Linked DNA regions of Canis lupus: region 2 is linked to region 1. Evidence: chromatin contacts called from public Hi-C data. All regions are on one chromosome and are shown on one strand. Each heading gives the region's core, a stretch centred on a gene start, on an enhancer-like site or on the middle of the called end of the contact. The rest is flanking DNA. Distances are from core to core; before and after follow the strand shown.

Region 1 (6,296 bases), core at 1,497-3,996:
CAGAGGTCTGAGTCCAAAGATTCAGAAACCAAGGGTATGGTGCTATCATGAAGACTAACAGGGAACGGGAATGACGCACAATTTGGGAAGAATAAGAGATGAGGGTTGGGACCGAAAAGGACTGAAAACTCTGAGACTCTAGGGTTCTACTTTGTTCCTCTAAGTGGCTGAAGTTACTTCACGTCTCTGAATGTTACTTTCTTGCTGTCAAGAAGTAAAATAAAGGGGTACCAGGTAATCCTGAAGGTCTTATAAAACTTCAATAATTTTTATCACAGTGAGTTAGAAATAAAAGCGGACCCCAAATGGAGCTAAACGCTGAACATAAAAGTTAAATGAAGCAAAGCAAAATAGGGCAGGGCCGTTATGAATAATATTCTTCATGATATACAGTATTTAAAATACATTTACCAAATATGAATAAAAATACATTTATCAAGTTCCTTTTATATCTAGGCTTCTTAGGGGCTTAGAATAGTGCAGAAAACATATTGTGATTCCTAGTGATGAGGGAACAGAAGGCTAGCTGAGGACAAAGCACAAGCTCACACCCTGCAACACCCCCCTTCCACTCCTAGGTGGGAATATATGTGACTTTCCCCCAGGAAGTTCCCAAGTATCTTAATGTTAATGCCCCGCTAGAGGAAAAACAACTTAACTTTGATGTAGGAAGGAGCGGCAAATGGGGCTAGGCAGGGAAAGTTAAGGGAAAGGCTGAGAATCAAGCTCCCAGAAATCTGTGGGTTCCCATAAACGAAAGGTCCAGAGTCAGGCTCCCACCCATCCCAAGAAAACAAAGACAGTAAAAACAGAGAAAAATAATAAACCTGGCTTCCTAGCTCCAAAATGTTGGGGAGTATCTCCCTTTGATGGTTACTAAGTAATCACGGAAACTCACAAGACCACAAAGAAGTCAGTCATTATGGTGTTATCAATACTCTCTGATCAATCCAAGACTGCACAAGAATCTCAAGGCCACTGGGCTCCCTGGCCCGGTTCTCAATCAAAGACTGCCACTAAAAGCCCTGTGGCAATCCTGTGGGGACCCCTCTGGCTTCTGAGAACTTTCTCTGTACCTCTGCTTACTAAACTTTTATCGCTTTGCTCACTCTCTATTGTCCATGAGATTCATTCTTCAACTCCATGAGGCAAGAACCAAGCTCTCTCATATCAACTTGACAACTGCAAGGCCTCCAGTATCTTACAGGTCCTCCCCAACATACGGAAATCTTTTTGAAACTTCCCTTTTCCTTACCTTCAACTCCCAGGTATATAATCAGCCAGCCCTCACTAGCCGGGGGGCAGCAGCACTCTTCCTGCCTGTGGGTCCTGCCCCCATGCTTTAAAAAAAACAAAACAAAACAAAACAAAACAAAACAAAACAAAACAAAACCACCATTTTGCACCAAAGACGTCTCAAGAATTCTTTCTTGGTGGTTGGCTCTGGACTTCACCCCAGCAAACCTCACCTATATTTCCAAAACTACATCACTAGTATTCCCATAGCGAAGCTCACAAAGTTCTTCCCAATTACATCAGCCCTCTGAAGCAGGTACCAATCCCCACCCTTTCAAAGAAGAGGAGGTGGACTGTGTCAAATACCAAAGGAAGGAAGGTCTCGAAAGATTCCAGTATAAAAGAGACCAACCAAATTTAACAAATAGGAGATCACTAGCTTTCCTTGGTAGAGAAATCTCACCGGAAGCTTAAATTAGGTATGAAGGTCTTAAAGGAAAAAAAGGATAGAGGGGCTTGTAGCATAGATGGTCCACGGCCTGTGTCAGTGCTCAAAACCTACTCTCCAGGGACCCCTGGCTGGCTCAGTCAGAAGAGCCTGACACTCTTCCGCTCCCAGCTGTGAGTCCCAGCCCTATGTTGGGTGTAGAGATCGCCTAACTAAAAGGTAAAAAAAAAAAAAAAAAAAAGGCCCCGGTGGCTCAGCAGTTTAGCGCCGCCTGCAGCCCAGGGCGTGATCCTGGAGATCTGGGATCGAGTCCCATGTCGGGCTCCCTGCATGGAGCCTGTTTCTCCCTCTCATGAATGAATAAATGAAATCTTTAAAATAATTTTTTTAAAAATACGGCTTCGCTTTTTGTTACATAAAATATACTTTTAAAGAAAAAACATTTTTATTTATTTTATTTTTAGTAAAAAAAAACATTTTTTAAAATTTTTTTTTATTTATTTATGATAGTCACAGAGAGAGAGAGAGAGAGAGAGAGAGAGGCAGAGACACAGGCAGAGGGAGAAGCAGGCTCCATGCACCGGGAGCCCGACGTGGGATTCGATCCCGGGTCTCCAGGATCGCGCCCTGGGCCAAAGGCAGGCGCCAAACCGCTGCGCCACCCAGGGATCCCCCCCAAAAAAAAACATTTTTAAAGAAAAGAACACACGTGCACGCACGTCCCCCCTTCCTTTAACGAAGCGTAACGACGGGACAAAAGGACCGCCCCGGTTCACCTCACAGTCGAGCTTACCTCAAAAGGTCCGGAAGAAACACACGCGCTCAGAAGAACGCAGGAAGCCCTGCGCGGGTTGCGACCCCACCAGATCCACCCCTGCGTACAGCGCAGCTGCAAACTCAGAGACGGGGCAGTACAGTTGCTGGGGCTGGCGACGAACTAACGAACGAGGAGACCATTCTGCAGCCTGAGAAGCCAGGGCTCCCCACCAGCTCCCAGCCACCTGGAACCGCCAGGTCCCCGGGAGAGGGGGGCGGAACTCTCACGCCAACCATCTCCCGGGGCAACAGCGCGGCCGCACTTCCGGCAACTTCTCGAGTCAACGGACGCCACTATTATACGTCATTTCCTCCGCTCCTCGTAGGCAAACGGACGCGACTGCCGTAAACTACTGTTTGACGGTGGGTAGTAGCGCCGCTCTTCCAGCGCTGAAGGCCGTTTTGGAAATGGGACAGCGCCCCCGGTTCTGCCGGTGACTGGCTTTTTTTGTAAATCAGTCGTTCGAATTTCTTGTCGCTCCCCGCCACCTTTGTGCGGGTACGGTGGCCGAGGAGGCTCGTTCACGGCGGAAGTACCGGGCTGGCGGGTGGGTGGGGGCAGCGGGGCCGGAGGTGCACGTGGCTCCGGTGCGTTGCGGTGGCGAGCAGAGGGGTCTGAGGATGTCTGGACGCGGGACCCAGCTACGGAGGGAGGGGGGAAGGAAGGGAATGTGGCGTGAAGACCTTTCTGCCTGCTGGGGGAGGAGATACTGACCGGGGGCGGAGAGGCTGGTGAGCGGTCGGTCCGCGCGCACAGGGCAACGGGAAGGTGACACGCCTCACCCTCGGGTTCATCTCTGGCGGCTTGGCCTTGGGCGAGGTGGCAAGGTTGCTGTACTTCTTACTGTCCCGCTGTATGATGTTCTGACCGTGGCACAGAGGGTGGTGCACCCAGAGGCCACAATGACCAAAAAGATACGTACTGTTTTTCTTACCAGGTAGAGTAAGCATGTCTTTTCGAGGCGGTGGTCGTGGAGGCTTTAATCGAGGTGGTGGCTTCAGTCGCGGCGGAAGCAACAACCACTTCCGAGGTGGAGGCGGTAATTTCCGAGGCGGCGGTGGTGGTAGAGGAGGATTTGGACGAGGAGGTGGCCGCGGAGGCTTTAACAAAGGCCAAGACCAAGGACCTCCGGAGCACGTAGTTTGTATGTCGGTTTCAAAGCTTAACCTACTTGGGGGCGGAGGTTGTGGGTTTAAGTTTGGGAAATGAGCGTGCTGAAAGGCAGCTCTAGCAGCTCTCCTATGGAAGTTGCTGCTGGGTTGGGGAATCGGGTCTGGAGATGCTGTAAGCTGACTTACAATCGTGTTGTAGCGCTCAAATGTAAAGGGGCGATCAAGAAGGCAGAACAACACTTAGAATGCGTCGTGGAGGTGGAACTTGAGCTTGGGCTGAAAGGAAGTTATTAAGTAGGTAATACTGTGTGTTTATTCCTGTTGTCCCCGTTTTACAGGTAAGAAAACCGTGAGAGTTGAGTTTCTTTGCTAGGGTCGTAGTAATAAGTTTCTTTGCTGGCATCATATTAATAAGTGATCCGTTTGAGCTACAAAGCCACGTTTTCTGACTCCAAAGCCCATGCTCTCCATTGCTTTTCATAAGTAAGAGAAGTGAGGAAAATTGCTTGTTAGGGAATCTACAGAGGGGAGGGAAGCCAAGGAAAAAAAACCTAATGAGAGTAGATTTGAAGTAATTATCAATGAGGTGGGATGGAAGTCCTGGGACGTGAGACAGATTTGATAGTAGAAGCCTACATCAAAAAGGAGAAGTGATGAAGAGAGTGCAACCTCACACTGGTTGGATCAGTGTGCAAAATGGTTTGAAGAGTGCAATGGCTAGAGTCATAGGTCTATGTGAAGTAGCCCACAAGCATGCAACAGTCCGTGCATGATGCACTGTGAGGGTAGTGAAAGTGAGGAGAAAAAAAAGGACGGGTTTGATGGGAGAGCAATTTCAATGGAAATAAATTCAGTAGAACTTGGCTAATTCTTGGGAATAAAAGGTTCCAGGTTTGGATTTTGGGTGATAGGGATGAAGAATTGGTTTTGGAGGGATGTGATGAGTTTTTTAGTTTGGGGTGACGGTCAGAAATAAAGGTAGTTATTTTGGATTCCACGCGTCCCTGAAAAAGAGTGAAGAGTCATTGGTAAAGACGTGGTAGTAGGAGGTTATTAAAGGGAGGAAAAAAGGAGAACAAAGACTGATTTACAATTAGGGACCGGGGAAATGAAGAGACAGAATGTAAGCATGGTGCTTAATAATAATACTTATTGTTATAATAAAACACCTCTTATAGGTTGGATGGCCTCAATGTGCCAGGTACTTTTCTAAGCACCTGACATTTATTATTGTATTTATTCCTCATAGTAATATATATAGGGTGTTGGTATTGCTATTTGCCCTTATTAAGAATAGGACAGTGAATCAGAGAAAAGAATCTTACCCCAGGTCACAGAGCTAATGTGGAGTTTTTGGCTTTTTTTTTTTTTTTTTGCCTCAGAGGAGAACACATAAGTGAAATCCCAGGTACCCAAGAAGAAACTTCCAGATGATGTTGGTCAATATCATTTGAAACTGTTTTACATTTTAACATTTTCTTGTCCTATTTCAGTATTAGGAGAGTTCCTGCATCCCTGTGAAGATGACATAGTTTGTAAATGTACTACAGACGAAAATAAGGTGCCTTATTTTAATGCTCCAGTTTATTTAGAGAACAAAGAACAAATTGGTAAAGTGGATGAAATATTTGGACAACTTAGAGATTTTGTATCCTTTTTCATTAGAAGACCCAGTGATCTCATTAAAAGGTTACCATTTGCTTTTTTCTGGAGCTAAGTATTGTTTTAATTAAACTTCTTGTTTTATTCAATTGGGAGAGAGTATTGGTAAGATTGTAACATAAAGGAGAATCAAGAGAAGAGAATGTATCTCCCCGTATTGAAAAGGAAGACTATAATAGAGTAACTTCCTTTTTGGAAGGTTTAAGAAGTGATTACCATTTGGGTAAGTGCTACAGGATTAAGGTACTTTGCTTTGATTATGATGATGCTACTGGAATAGCGTGGAATTAGAAGTTTTAAAAATAAAAACTTCATTTCCTCTTGGAAACTTATTTCTTACTTTTTCTAGATATTTCCATATAGCTTTGTTTTTAAAATTACATAGGAATTCAGAAGGTTACCTCTTGTGATCTTAATTGCTTATTCCTTAATGTAACTAATAGTATTTTTCTGTTAAATTGTCAGAAAATATGAAGGCATCTTCCTTTAAAAAACTGCAGAAGGTGAGTGAAGCTTCTGATAAGTAGGATCTTTGGTTTTGTAAGTAAATGACCTTCCTTAGGACAGTGCTACTTAGAGCACTTGAACCCTCCAGTATATCACTAGTGAAGCTCTTAAATTGATATGTTCTGTACTTTAAATGTTGAACTTACTGATCCTTAAAAGTAATTTAATACAAGCTTTCAGAAATTACTCTTAGGCAAATTCTGTAACTGCTACAGTATGTTTTTTCATTTCTGCAAGATTCTTACTGAAAGCTTACATGACCAAACTTTCTAAATAAAGCGTTAAATTAGGAAACATTATTTGAGAGAAGTCAGATATTAAATGATTTCACAGATCTTTCAAAACATGATAAATGCTGTGAAGGAGAACTGCAGATTGCCATGAGGATGTTAGTAGTGGGACCATATTTAGTATATTGGCTTTCTGAATAAACTAGAAGCTGAGACCTGGAAGTTGATTAGAGGTGATTTCCAAACCTTGTTGCTCATCACAATATCTAGGGGAGCTTTTAAGG
Region 2 (6,147 bases), core at 3,410-5,909, 320 kb before region 1:
CTAGCAGCAGCAGCAGCATCACCTAGGAGCTAATTAGAAATGCAGAATCTCGGGACATCCCCAAACCCACCAAATCAGAAACTGCATTTTTTAACAAGATCCTCAAATGATTCGCATACCCATTAAAGTTTGAGAGGCACCATTTTACAATTTGATATCAGCAAAAAAGAGAAGAGTAAGCTTGGTTCTAAAGCTTCAAAGAGCTGGCTCACCTTTCTGTTTGGTGGACATGCATATGTGGCCTAGGAGGGTAAACTCTTCTGCTTACACTGGACTTGTGAATATTGGAACTTAGAGACAATGGGGCTTTAGGAACCTACCCTGATCCTGTGTAAAAGAGTTTCTAAGGTTTAACACAGGTTGTATATCCCTGCTGTCTCCTGAACGTGTCTGTGTGTGTCTATCTGTGGAGAGAGAGATGTCCTCCAGAGATTTCGGGTTATATTGTAGGTGGTCAGTGAATGAGAATTCCATTCATTCAATTCCCTTCAGAATACCAGGTGAGGGATTCTCAGATGGCAGGCTTGTGGGCTGTGTTTTTTACCTTCCCAGAGGGATATAAAAGATTGTTCAATGTAACTAATTGCTTCAGACTACTGTACATTTTCAGTCCTTCTGTTTTACCCATTTTCTTGTCTTTCCTGTATTTATTCTGCCAATTGTGATTGCTGCTCTCAATGTGCCTATATGAATAGCACCTCCTCCCCCTGCCTTGTGATTCATTGTTTCTAACTTGCAATGAGCTGGATAAGTACAGAAATTACAGTACTGTATATCTAAAATAAAGCCAAATATTCCAAGTAAGAACTTGAGAGAATTTCCTGCATGCACTTTTGTGCACAGGATGACTATGTGGTAATTATTTGCCTAATGATCCCATTTTTTTTTTTCTTTTAGGATCTTAGCTGTGTCTTAGATGTTCAAGAATTAAGTGATAGTTAAATGACATAAACATAAACAATCATATAACATAAACATATAGCAATACTATAACCTTGCTACTCAAAGTGTGCAATAAATGTATATATAAAGGAGGAGAAAGAAGGAGAAGGAGAAAGAAAATTGTTTTTCATATTGGGAGAGGGACACCCAATAGGGAATGCTTCTAAAACAGAAAAGGAGTTCCACAAGGGCCAAACATGATTTAAAAACTAGAGATAAAAAAGCTGTCTGAGGAAAATGGGAAGCCAGCCTTTGATACAGAAAGAACTGGACTATCGTTTTCTGAGATACACACATGTGTTTAGTTCGAAATCTACAACTTCTGTTACAGAGAATATGAGTCTGAAGTTAGAGGTGGCAAAAAAACTGAAAAGATGTCCTGAAGAAAAGGAGCATCACCTCCTAACTTTAAAAAAACAAACTCAGCTTAGCTTTGCTATTCTAAAGCAGTGTTTCTCATATTTTCCCATGTGTCAGAATGACCAGGAGAGAGTGGCTATTGGGTGCAAGGTCCAGAGTTCAGTAGGTCCTGGCTGGAACCTAACAATTTGCATTTCAAACATTTTGAGATCCACCATTCTAAAGAATACTGGAACAAATTTTAAATATGTAAAACTCAAAATCCTTTGACATGCAAAACAGTACATAATAATTAGCATAGCTTTATAAAGAAAAATGTAAAGGAACTCCGCCTAGTTTGTAGTGAATAGAGCAAAGATTTTAGAGCTAAATAGACCTTGGTTTGATCGCTGGTTCTGTTATTTACAGGTTCATTTTTTTTAACTAAGATTATGTAGACTCTGTCTCAGTTTCCTCTGGTAAAATGGGGATAAGAAAACTATCCCATAGGGGCGCCTGGGTGACTCAGCGGTTGGGCGTCTGCCTTTAACTCAGGGCATGATCCTGGGATCTGTGATCAAGCCCCGCATTAGGCTCCCTGGGGAGGACCTGCTTCTCCCTCTGCCTGTGTGTGTGTGTGTGTGTGTGTGTGTGTCATGAATAGATAGATAAATATTTAAAAAGAAAAGAAAAATAACCCATAGAGTTATTGTGAGGACTAAATGTATCAAGTGACTAGTACAGTGCCTGGTATATGATAAGTATGCATTCAATCCTTCATCCTTTCCCTCTTTTTTTCTTCATTGATAGCAGTCATGGAACTTAAAGTAATGGAGCAGGGACGCCTGGGTGGCTCAGCTATTGAGCACCTGCCTTCAGCTCAGGGCATGATCCTGGAGTCCCGGGATTGAATCCCACATGGGGATCCCTGCATGGAGCCTGCTTCTCCGTCTGTGTCTCTGCCTTTCTCTCTCTCTCTCTCTCTCTCTATCTCTCATGAGTAAATAAATAAAATCTTTTTAAAAAAAGTAATGGAGCAAAATAACATATTTTCATAGAGGTTCTAGGATCTGACATGCAAAAGATTCTCATAACCATACTAGAAAATACAATGGTCAATTAGTGGACAAGTGGAAGCCGTTTAGGTCACAAAGATTGTAGGGAAGATTTGCTGAAACATATAGTCCCAGCCCACCCCTTTAGGAGTCTCTCCCAAAGAGATAGGGCTCACCTTCATTCCATATACCTCTGATTAAAATGGACTTCTTACACTCAGGAAGATACATTCAGGGACCGAATGCCAATTGCCTAGTTATTCCCTGACCGTCATAATGGTAACCTTAAGCCAGGGCTTTTTCTTACTGAGGCTTTTTTCAAAGAACTCCTGGCAAGTGCTGGAACCTGTAACCATGAAATCTCCTTGATAAAGCAGAGTGTGATCTTTTGCTCATGCATGGCTTAGGTTTCTGTGGAAAAGGTGGAAATGCTGTGGAAAAGAGCTTGCCCCTTTTGTCTATGTGGAGCATGATGTATCCCAGAAAATCCTAAAACTCAAAAAATACAAATCCAACCACTGAAATTCTATATGTAGTCCATTCGGTGCTTTAAAGCACCAAGTATCATTAATTGAGGTGAACAACGAAAGACAAGCTTTGCATTATTCTAGAACAGACTACATGATCTCCATAGTTATTCTGTACATTAGACTGATCACTCCAGAAATACCTTGTTGCTAGATCCCATTTCGAATCCAATGATGTTTCTGAGCAATTTCATTCCTAATACAGAATGATGGTGCCGTACTCAGGATTCCAAAATGGCAAAACGACTTCGCTAACGTAGTCTAAGACTTGCTTGTCAATTACCATGCTGGGACAGGTCAGGGCATCAAAGATTTCTATGTAGAAAAAGCAAACAGAGTTTTTGCTTTGGTTGCTCTGGCTTTTTTTTTTTTTTTTTTCAAGATTTTATTTGAGAGAGATAGCAAGAGAGAGCTCGAGTAGAGGGGAGAGGGAGAAGCAAGGAGCGGGGCTCCGTCCCAGGACCTAGGGATCAGGACCCCAGCCACGGGCAGAAGCTTAACTCCCTGGGCCACCCAGACGCCCCTATATAAGCTTCTTTCCTAAACACCAACAGAATGAAGCAACCCTTGGTAAAAATCATAAAGAAGTTAAAGTTTGTTTTCCAGTTTCTTACCCCCCCCCCCCTTTTTTTTTTTCCTTTTTCTTCCCTGGATTGCAGTCAGTGGGAAAAGTTTAGAATGGTGCAACTCCTACTTCGATTCCTGTGTTTATCAACGCGGAATGTTTCCCCTTCTTTTGCAGGGGATTTAGAATCCCATATTTCCTTTAGAATTAACATCAAGGGGGGGGAAAATAATTCGACATTAAAACCCAACACGGGGGGATCCCTGGGGGGCGCAGCGGTTTGGCGCCTGCCTTTGGCCCGGGGCGCGATCCTGGAGACCCGGGATCGAATCCCACGTCGGGCTCCCGGTGCATGGAGCCTGCTTCTCCCTCTGCCTGTGTCTCTGCCTCTCTCTCTCTCTCTCTGTGTGACTATCATAAATAAATAAAAATTAAAAAAAAAAAAAAAACCAACACGGGGGCCTCCCGGTGGCTCAGCGGTTTAGCGCCGCCTTCAGCGCAGGGCGGGATCCTGGAGACCCGGGATCGAGTCCCACGTCGGGCTCCCTGCATGGAGCCTGCTCCTCCCTCTGCCTGTGTCTCTGCCTCTCTCTCTCTCTCTCTGTCATGAATAAATAAATAAAATCTTAAAACAAACAAACAAACCCAAACTGGAACGCAGGGCTCCCCCTCGGAGGGAGGCGGGTGGGTGGGGTCCGCCCGGGCGGCGTGGCCCGGGCTCCGGCTGTCCCCCCGCGGCTGTCGGGTCCCCTCCCCGCACCGCCCGCCGGCTTCCCTTCTCCTCCCGGGCTGCCCCCCCTCCCGCCTCAGGGCGACCCCCGCTGCTGCGCCGGGGCCTGCGCCGCCGCCGCCCCGCGCGCGGTGAGGCCGCAGCCCCGGCCCCGCCTCGGGCCTGAAGTCGCCGGGCGGCGGCCTGCAGGGGGCGTGGCGGCGACGGCCCCGGGCCCGCGGCGCGAGGACCGACCCCAGGCCGGAGGCGCGCGCTCGGGGCTCGGGGCTCGGGGCGCGCAGCAGGGCAGGACCGGGCAGGACCGGGCCGGGGGCCGGAGGCCTGGCGGCCGAGCGAGGCTCCGCGGGGCAGCGCCGGCAGCCCGACCGCAGTCCCGGGCGACTCCCTCGGTGACGCCGGGCGCGTTCCTTCCTCTTCCTTTCGCCTCTCGGGCCCCGCCTTCCCTTCCCTCCGCCCACCTCCCCGGAGCGGAGCCGCCGCCGCCGCCGCCGCCGCCGCCGCCAGCAGCGCCGTCATGTCGGCCCCCGCCGAGTCCCCTCATCCGGCCGCCAGCGCCCGGATCCCGCCCAAGCTTGGCGGGGCCAGCGCCTCAGGAGCCGCGGCGCCCGCAGGCCCGGGCCCGGCGCCGCACCAGCAGAACGGTGAGGCGGGCGGCCCCGGCAGAGCGCGGCGCGGGGCCTAGCGCGGCGGGCAGCCTGGCGCTGGCGCTCGGGACCCGCCGGGCCGGGCCGGGCCGGGCCGGGCCGGGCCGGGCCGGGCCGGGGGGTGGGGCGTTGGGGCGGGGGCTGCCGGGTTGGGGGCGCCGGGCGGAGGCCGCGGGCGGAGGCCGCGCCGAGGGGGGCCGGGCTGCGAGGGGGGGCCGCGGGCCGCGGGGGAGGGGGAGGGGGAGGGGGAGGGGCGCCCTGGCGCGGAGGCGGGGGCCGACCCGGGGAAGCCGGGGCCGGGGCTGCTTACGTAACGTGACCCTGGGCCCGAAAGCGCCGGGGGTTAGCCGGAGGCGGCAAAGGCGGGGCCCGGCCTCCGAGGAGAGGTCCTCCAGCCCGGCCGGGGCGCCGGCGAGTTGCCCCGGGCGACCCTGTCGCCGGCGAGAAGCCGAGGCCGCGCGGAGTGCGCGGTCCGGGGAAGGCTGCTGTGGCCCTCGGGCTGCGGGGCTGCCGCCCTTCCCCGTCGCAGCAGAATTGCTTTGATTTCTGCGGCCCTGCGAGCACGTGGCCTTGAAGGGAACTTAAGTGAGCGCTCAAGTTTGTAGACAAAAGGGTGTAAATATGCAACATGAAGTGTGACCGTAACCCTGACCCAGTTCGGCCTGCGAGACCTGTCATTGCAGCTGCGGCGGCTGCTCTAGCGTTTGGAAGTTTGCTTGGTCGCGTTGCAAAGGGAGCAGGTGTCAAACGGCTTTATTTAAACGAATACCTTTAGATCTGGGTGTCTTTCCCCACCCCACCCCTCACCCCTCCTCAGCTTCACTTTTGAAATACAAAAGCGTGCCGGAGTTGGCCCCGCGTCGGGGGAAGAAAAGGCCTTGATGCCGGCAGCAGCCTGTCGACTTGAAAGCCGCTTTCATGCTAAGGTCGTAGGCTTTCAGAATGCAGGAGGTTCAAGTGAAAAATGATCATTTCTAGGCCATTTATGACCTCATCTTGGGATCTGCATGTTTACGGATGGGGCCTGGGAAGGGGGAACTCAGGTTATAGTATCTTGGATGAGAACCCTCGCCAGTGATTGAATGCTTAAGAAAAATGCCCTGTGTGAGACAGCAGGACTACACTAGTACTTTTCAAACAATTGTTGAACTGACCTCTTTTATCCAGTTAATGAAAATTCACTGGGCTATATAAATCAGTTTAGCCAGTATGTGGTTTTGACAGCTGATACTTTTCAAACATGAAGTTTATCATAAGTTTATGCTGAGAATCAGAGGTTGAGTTTTTTGTTTTTTGTTTTTTTTTTTTCCCAAAAAGTGATATCTTAGGCATAATATACTTTGAA

The links. Hi-C and Micro-C count contacts between places; a contact is called where the count stands out from the background.
Region 2: a contact with region 1 is called in a Hi-C map of blood, with 4 times the contacts expected there. The contact joins the promoter of SEC24B here to the promoter of CFI in region 1. A contact is called at or near these places in 4 of 9 Hi-C or Micro-C datasets (amygdala, blood and skin fibroblasts).

Annotation. Positions count from the first base shown.
Region 1 is chr32:9,891,588-9,897,883 of UU_Cfam_GSD_1.0, reverse strand. It overlaps CFI (complement factor I), which reads right to left and starts at 2,746. Exons shown (of 14, transcript XM_038581907.1): 1 at 2,478-2,746. GAR1 (H/ACA ribonucleoprotein complex subunit 1) reads left to right here. Exons shown (of 7, transcript XM_038581916.1): 2 at 3,439-3,645; 3 at 5,107-5,261; 4 at 5,719-5,778. The coding sequence starts at 3,450.
Region 2 is chr32:10,217,304-10,223,450 of UU_Cfam_GSD_1.0, reverse strand. SEC24B (protein transport protein Sec24B) reads left to right here and starts at 4,659. Exons shown (of 23, transcript XM_038581922.1): 1 at 4,659-4,799. The coding sequence starts at 4,673. It overlaps LOC111093675 (a long non-coding RNA gene), which reads right to left and starts at 3,455. Exons shown (of 5, transcript XR_005382519.1): 1 at 3,007-3,455.